Linked DNA regions of Danio rerio: region 1 is linked to region 2. Evidence: chromatin contacts called from public HiChIP or PLAC-seq data. All regions are on one chromosome and are shown on one strand. Each heading gives the region's core, a stretch centred on a gene start, on an enhancer-like site or on the middle of the called end of the contact. The rest is flanking DNA. Distances are from core to core; before and after follow the strand shown.

Evidence for each region. HiChIP or PLAC-seq counts read pairs in DNA pulled down with a chosen protein or histone mark.
Region 1: an H3K4me3 HiChIP or PLAC-seq map of embryo shows a contact between it and region 2, with 3 times the contacts expected there. The contact joins the promoter of kat2b here to the promoter of kcnh8 in region 2. A contact is called at or near these places in 2 of 4 datasets of contacts at active chromatin or transcription factors (caudal fin and embryo).

Annotation. Positions count from the first base shown.
Region 1 is chr19:23,122,461-23,125,901 of GRCz12tu, forward strand. It overlaps kat2b (K(lysine) acetyltransferase 2B), which reads left to right and starts at 2,065. Exons shown (of 18, transcript NM_001045034.1): 1 at 2,065-2,265. The coding sequence starts at 2,065.
Region 2 is chr19:22,893,678-22,896,972 of GRCz12tu, forward strand. It overlaps kcnh8 (potassium voltage-gated channel, subfamily H (eag-related), member 8), which reads left to right and starts at 1,459. Exons shown (of 18, transcript XR_012395037.1): 1 at 1,459-1,735.

The sequences.
Region 1 (3,441 bases), core at 815-3,314, 230 kb after region 2:
ATAAGCTTTATTCTGCAAAGTGTACTAATGTGAACCTGCCTGTTTAATGAATGCCTGTCGTAATTATTTTTGCTGAAAGGTGATCAGTGTTAGTTTCAGTAGTATTTATGCACTATTCAATAATAAGTTGAATGTTTTGTGATTTGTACATACATACGCATGCAGTTAAAGTCAGAATCATTAGCCCCCCGTATATATTTTCCCCCCAATTTCTGTTTAACGTAAAGATTTTTTTAAACACATTTTTAAACCATTCTTTTAATAACTCATTTCTATTAACCGATTTATTTTGTTTACCATGGTGACAGTACATAATATTTTACTAGATATTTTTTGAGATGCCAGTATTCAGCTTAAAGGCCGATTTGAAGGCTTAACTAGGTTAATTAGGGTAACTAGGCAGGATAGGGTAATTAGGAAAGTCATTGTATAAAAGTTGTTTGTTCTGTAGACAATCAAAAAATATATAGCTTAAAGGGGCTAATAAAATTTACCTTAGTTATTTTTTTAAATGTAAAACTATTTTTATTCTAGCCAAACTAAAACAAATAAGACTTTCTCCAGGAGAAAAAATATTATCGGAAATACTGTGAAAATTTCCTTACTCTGGTAAACATCGTTTTAGAAATATTTAAAAAAAAGAAAAAAAAATCAACTTCAACTGTAGATACGCATGTATGAAAACAATTAACAGACTACTTAAAAATTCTCAGCTTCTCTGGATTTACTAGATTAATTATTGATGGTATAAGTGACATGCTTATATTAGTTTTATTCTATAAAAGGCTGCAAAAATATCTTTTAAATTTTAAGTAATATATTGCCCCTTTGTGTTTTGAAATCAAGCACTAAAATATGATTTTTTTTCTCTCTTACACATTGTTAAAACATTGGTACTTCGTTGTCTAAAAAGGAATTGAAACTTATCAGAAGTCATGGCACCTTTTTGCTATTTTATATAAATAATAATATTAATTGCAACATAAAATTCTGTAGATCACAACATTTATTTTTTAATTCAGAAGAAGTGTCATCTAGGCATGGGCCGGTATAAGATTCTGATGGTATGATAACCTTGGATAATAATATCACGGTATTGTGCTGTAAAATATATTCTTTTCAAAAGTCTGTGTATAAAAAAAAAGCTTTTTCCCCTTTAAACACAATACATTTTATTTTGAGAAACATTTCCGAAATATTTTAACATTAAACATGTCAAGCTAAATAATTAAAATATATATTTGACTTCTGGTGTCTTTATACGTTTCTTTACAATTTAAAATGTTATTTTTGGATTTTTTTTTTGCTGGAGATACTGTTGTCCTAAAAACAAAGACCAAAAAAAAAAAAAATCACACGTACACTTACACGTACCTTAGGAATGGTATAGCAGAAAATTTTAGCAGTTTTAAAACTTTGACTTTTCCAAACTCCGGTATACCTTGAAAACGGTTATCGTCCCATGCCTAGTGTCATCAATTGTTTACAGAATAAAAGATAAATTACGTTATTTTTTTATATTTTTATATTTTACCATCTAAAATTCATCACAGCATCATAAAATTATTTACTGCATATATTACATTAGGGCTAGGCTGTTATTTATAACAATGATGTTATTCATACTTCAAGAAGCCTTTGGTTTAAATCTCTGCAGACAAACTAAACCCAATCAAAAATGGCATTCTGGCCTGGTCAGGCTGGTTTTAGAGAAGTTTTGGAGACTATTAAACTGGTCGGTCCAACTTCTGGGCTAGATAAATCAGCAGCTTAGTCGGGGATGGGAGAATTTTCAAAGCAGTAATGTGCCTACAAATCCTGTCTAACGCTTTTAATGTATTTGACCTTGAGTGTTCTCTCAGAATCTCGGCATATTTGTATCCCTCTCCGAATAATAACGGGATATTCATTCCGTGCCTCCCCTAGTGGAGACGAAGCGGATTTACAATGTCAAATAAAAAAGCAGGGATGAACGCCATGTCTGATCCCGCTGTTGAGGGGTAGAGAGAGCGAATACAGCGGGCGGACTTCGAGGATTCGAGCCGGAGCGCGCAAGCAGGTTCGATGTCGGAAAGCACGGGGATCCCTCAGGGCTCCCCGGCGGTGGGCGCGGCAGGCTCGGCTCCGGCTGCTCCAGGAGTCGGTGGAACCGAGTGTTCGGGCGCTGCTGTCGGTTCTGCACGTATCGCCGTCAAGAAGGCGCAGCTCCGCTCCTCCCCGCGTCCGAAGAAACTGGAGAAACTCGGCGTTTATTCCTCGTGCAAGGTAAGTTTTAACGGAAAACCATTGTTTACGTTTACAGTGTGGAGGAGAGGTTCGCGTTTATTTGTTTATCTGACCGCCGAAAGTAGCTGTTACCTTACTTTACCCACTCTTGAATCTGCAAGCACAGCACAAAAAGCCGTTGCTTTGTCCTCCATTCTTTTAAACTGCGAATGCGTGTTTCTTTATGCTAGCCAACTAAATTAAGTGCTTAAACCAAAATGTATCCATGAAGTGCTCATTTCCGTGATCTGCAGAGATACTACCGCTGTGTTTACCCGTAACGTAGTGGGCAAAATGACGTGCACACTTGGCGCTCGAGTCTTGTTTACAATTTATTTCTTCTTTCGGCAGTGATTTTTGTTGATTTTTTTGTTTGTGTTTTGTAAAGTCGCACTGGACTCGTTGTGCTTTAGTGCGAGAGTTTTGCCACAACACAACACTCAATCTGAAGTTGATTACTCAAGAGGTGAAAGCGGCGTCTTTGTTTTGACAGGATGACAGCTGCTGAAGGGGCGTGGTCTGTTACTGGGGGCGCGGTGTGTTGCTGGGGGGCGTTGTCTGCTTATCAGATCAGGCACTAGAACCATACGGAGAGCCAAATTACTCATGTTGAAATATTTCAATAACTTGCATTATTGAATTGTTAATAAAAACATTGAAATAACTATTAGGCTACATAACAAAGCATCAATAAATTGGATTTGACATTTTTAGCATTAGTTTTGCTTTTCTTTTGTTATCAGATAAGGTTTCGTTTAATGCCATCATGAAGTAAAAATGACTATTTTATTGACTTTGTAGTGTTATAAATGATGTACTTGTATATCTTACTATTAATATTCTTTAATAAAAAAAAAGTTTTTTTTCTCTCTCTCATACCACAACATCTCGATGATGTAAGACTACAATAAAGTTGTATTAATTAATGAACTCACTAATGTAATGTAAAACTAACATGAATAAACATTGAACATATACCTTTATCACAGTTTATTTATCTTTGCTAATGTTAATGGAAATAAAGTTTACATTTAGTTCATGTTAACAATGCATTGACTTATGTTAACAAGCACCGATTTGGATTTTAATGATGTATTAGTATATGTTGAACTATGATTAATAAATCTTGTACATGTATTGTTTATTAATATTTATGTAGTAATGTTAATAAATCCA
Region 2 (3,295 bases), core at 209-2,708:
CAGTGGCCAGCATAAACAAGTACACCCAATACAGTTTTCAGCACATTACAGTATTCGGCACATACCGTATATATATATATATATATATATATATATATATATATATATATATATATATATATATATATATATATATATATATATATATATATACATACAGTGGTTTCCCCCACAGTCCAAAGACATGCGGTAGATGTGAAATGGGTAAGCTAAATTGTCTGTAGTGCATGAGTGTAAATGAGAGTGTATATATATTATCAATTTGCAATTTTTATTAAGTTGCAATACCCCATTTGACTTTGAATGAATAATTAATTTTTTACTCCTAAAGATGCTAGTGGCCACAATTTGACTGCTTAATAGGTTTAACTAGAAGGTCGCTGGTTCGAGTCCTGGCTGGGTCAGTTGGCATTTCTGTTTGAATGTTTTCCCCATGTTTTCCCCAATGTGGCGTGGGTTTCCTCTGGGTGCTACAGTTTCCCCCACAGTCCACACACATGCCCTATAGGTAAATTAAAAAAACTAAATTTGCCATAGTGTCTGGATATTTCCTAGGTCTGGGTTGCAGCTGGGAGGGCATCCGCTGTATAAAACATGGATAAGTTGGCGGTTCATCCCCTGTGGTGACCCGTGATGACTAAAGAGACTAAGCCAAAAGGAAATGAATGAATGAATGAAGGAATAAATGAATAAATAAATGAAGGAATAACTGTTTAATAAACAGTTTTAAATGCACCAAAATAAATATATTGTCTGTATTTACTTGATCTGCATTATAATATAAATTTTCAAAAGCGAGTGACTCGTTGCTATATATATGTGTTTGTGTGTTTGTGTGTCTGTGTTCTAATGTGTTATATAAAGATTAATAAAAATATATATTTTAAAAATGTATTTTATTGAGCCACATAGTGACAACATATATTTACATGTACAATATGTTTAGCTGAAAACAATATATGGTTATTGCTGATTATTTATACCTTACACAAATATTTCCATAGTAGGCAAACAAAAGGGGATCACACACACAAACACACACACACACACACACACACACACACACACACACACACACACACACACACACACACACACACACATATGTATATGTGTCTCCTAAAGAGATAGTTCAACCAAAAATAAAAATTGTGTCACAATTTACTCTTATTTCAAACCTTTTTGATTTATTTGTCATGTGTTAAACGCTGAAGATTTTATTTTGAATGTTAGAAACCTGTAACCATTCACATAGATAGTAGCCTATTTGTTCCAAGTAAATCATAGATTTGGAGCCACTTGCGGGACAGCAAGTTTTAATTTTTTGGTTGGACCAGCCCTTTACTCTTTAAATGTGAACAGATAAACCGAAATATTGCGCGCCACATCTGCTTGTATATTAATTTTCACGAGCTGCTTTTACTGACCGATCGCGCGCCATTTACCTGACGCGCACCTGCGGGCGTCACTCCCAGGGACACGGGGGCGCGCATTCCCATCCAGCCTGAGCCTGCCCGCGCGCTCGTGAAGGAACGGGATCCTCCGTGTCTCAGTCCGCTGAAAGCTCAGTTTCACCGGAGTGCATCAAACAGAATCCATACCTTTGTCTCTGACATCGCAGCATCACTTTGATGGGGAATACGATATCAGGGCGGGAAAATGCCTGTTATGAAGGGATTGCTCGCTCCACAGAACACATTTTTGGATACTATAGCGACGCGTTTTGACGGCACACGTGAGTTATCGAGATGGCAATTTACCCTGTTTGTGTGTAAAAAGGTTTTGGGCTCTAAGGAGACGGTTTAGTTTGTTGTACATGACATAAAGTAGCCTACTTTGTTTACAAATGTTTGTTTAAAAAAAGTAAACTAAAATGATTCAATGACAACATATTAAAAGCATTGTGATTGATAAATATTCAAATGAGTTTAAAACCTAGCAAATTAAATTCGCTGCTTAAAAGTTAATAAATTAAAATAGATTACATTCAAAAGTATTTTTTCAACAAAAATTGTTATATTATAAGGCTAAATTAAGACAGTATTTCTATCTCGCCTTCACCAAATTATACCAACAGATTTAATTAAACCCGTCATGATTTTTTTAAATACAAACAGTCTGGAAATTAGCAATTTAAAGTGAAATTATTTTCAAAGTCAACACAGAATAATGCACAGTACTTTTTTGTAGATTTTGTTAAAGATTAGAGTGCTTTTTACAAGAAAAAAACTTAAAGGGGTCCTGCAGTTTCTTAATAGTGTAGGTCCTTGCAAACTAAAGTGCACAATATTTCAGTGTATATTATATGAAAAATGTAAACAAAAATGCCAAGTGTGTTCTATTTTTAGAACATCATCATACATATTTATAAATTGTAAAGATATACAATTAATTTCAAGCAAAATTTTGCACAAAACAAAAATTATAACCAACAAAATTTCAATTAAATTTTTCAATTTTTTTACTTCTGTATTTGATATTTTTCTGTAACATTTACATGTTGGTGTACTAGTTTTTGGACTGTTGTCTTAAGTTATTAAAGTAGTTGAGCTTCAGATTTGATTTTAGTACTGACTAATCTAATGTATATGCACAAATATAATACTGTCTAGCTTCCTATAAAAATAGGAGTTTAAAAGATAGATTTGTGAGGGGTGTACTTATATATGCTGAGCACTGTATATATATTCATACTTCTGGGATATATTCATTTTTGGGAGCATAATGCTTCTCCAAAGATTTTTTTTTTCTTTTTCTTTCTTTCATGTTTGTATGTTAGTATTTGTATTTTATTTTTTATTTTTGCTGGACAATCCATACAATACAACACATGTTTTGTGCATCAAAAGCAAAGTACTGCTCTTAGGTCTGAGCCTAAGCATCTGCCAGCTCAGCACCATGGACAGCGCACAAGGGCAGCCCCTCTTGGTTAAAGCACTTGGGCTGCTTTGATGTTTAGATCAGTGGCCACTGACATCCATTTCAGTTCTTGGAGATCTGAGGAGTTAGAAGAGTGCGATCTCAACTATGTGCAGGCCCACTGACTTACATGTCAGTGTATCACTTGGCTGACCTAACGCTTATCTTTCATGCAGAGCTCAAGCAAGGTTAACTGAGATAACAGTAGCGATCGGAGGGCTATTGAAATAAGGTTCAGGCTAGATCATGCATGAAAAAAAGACCGTCTTAACATCCTGATGAAATCCCTTGCGTGGCCCCAGGTAACGACCAGCATCGATCAAATATAATTGGTCGACCACAGAACAGTCAGACAGTTCTTCATCTCAAGGCATAT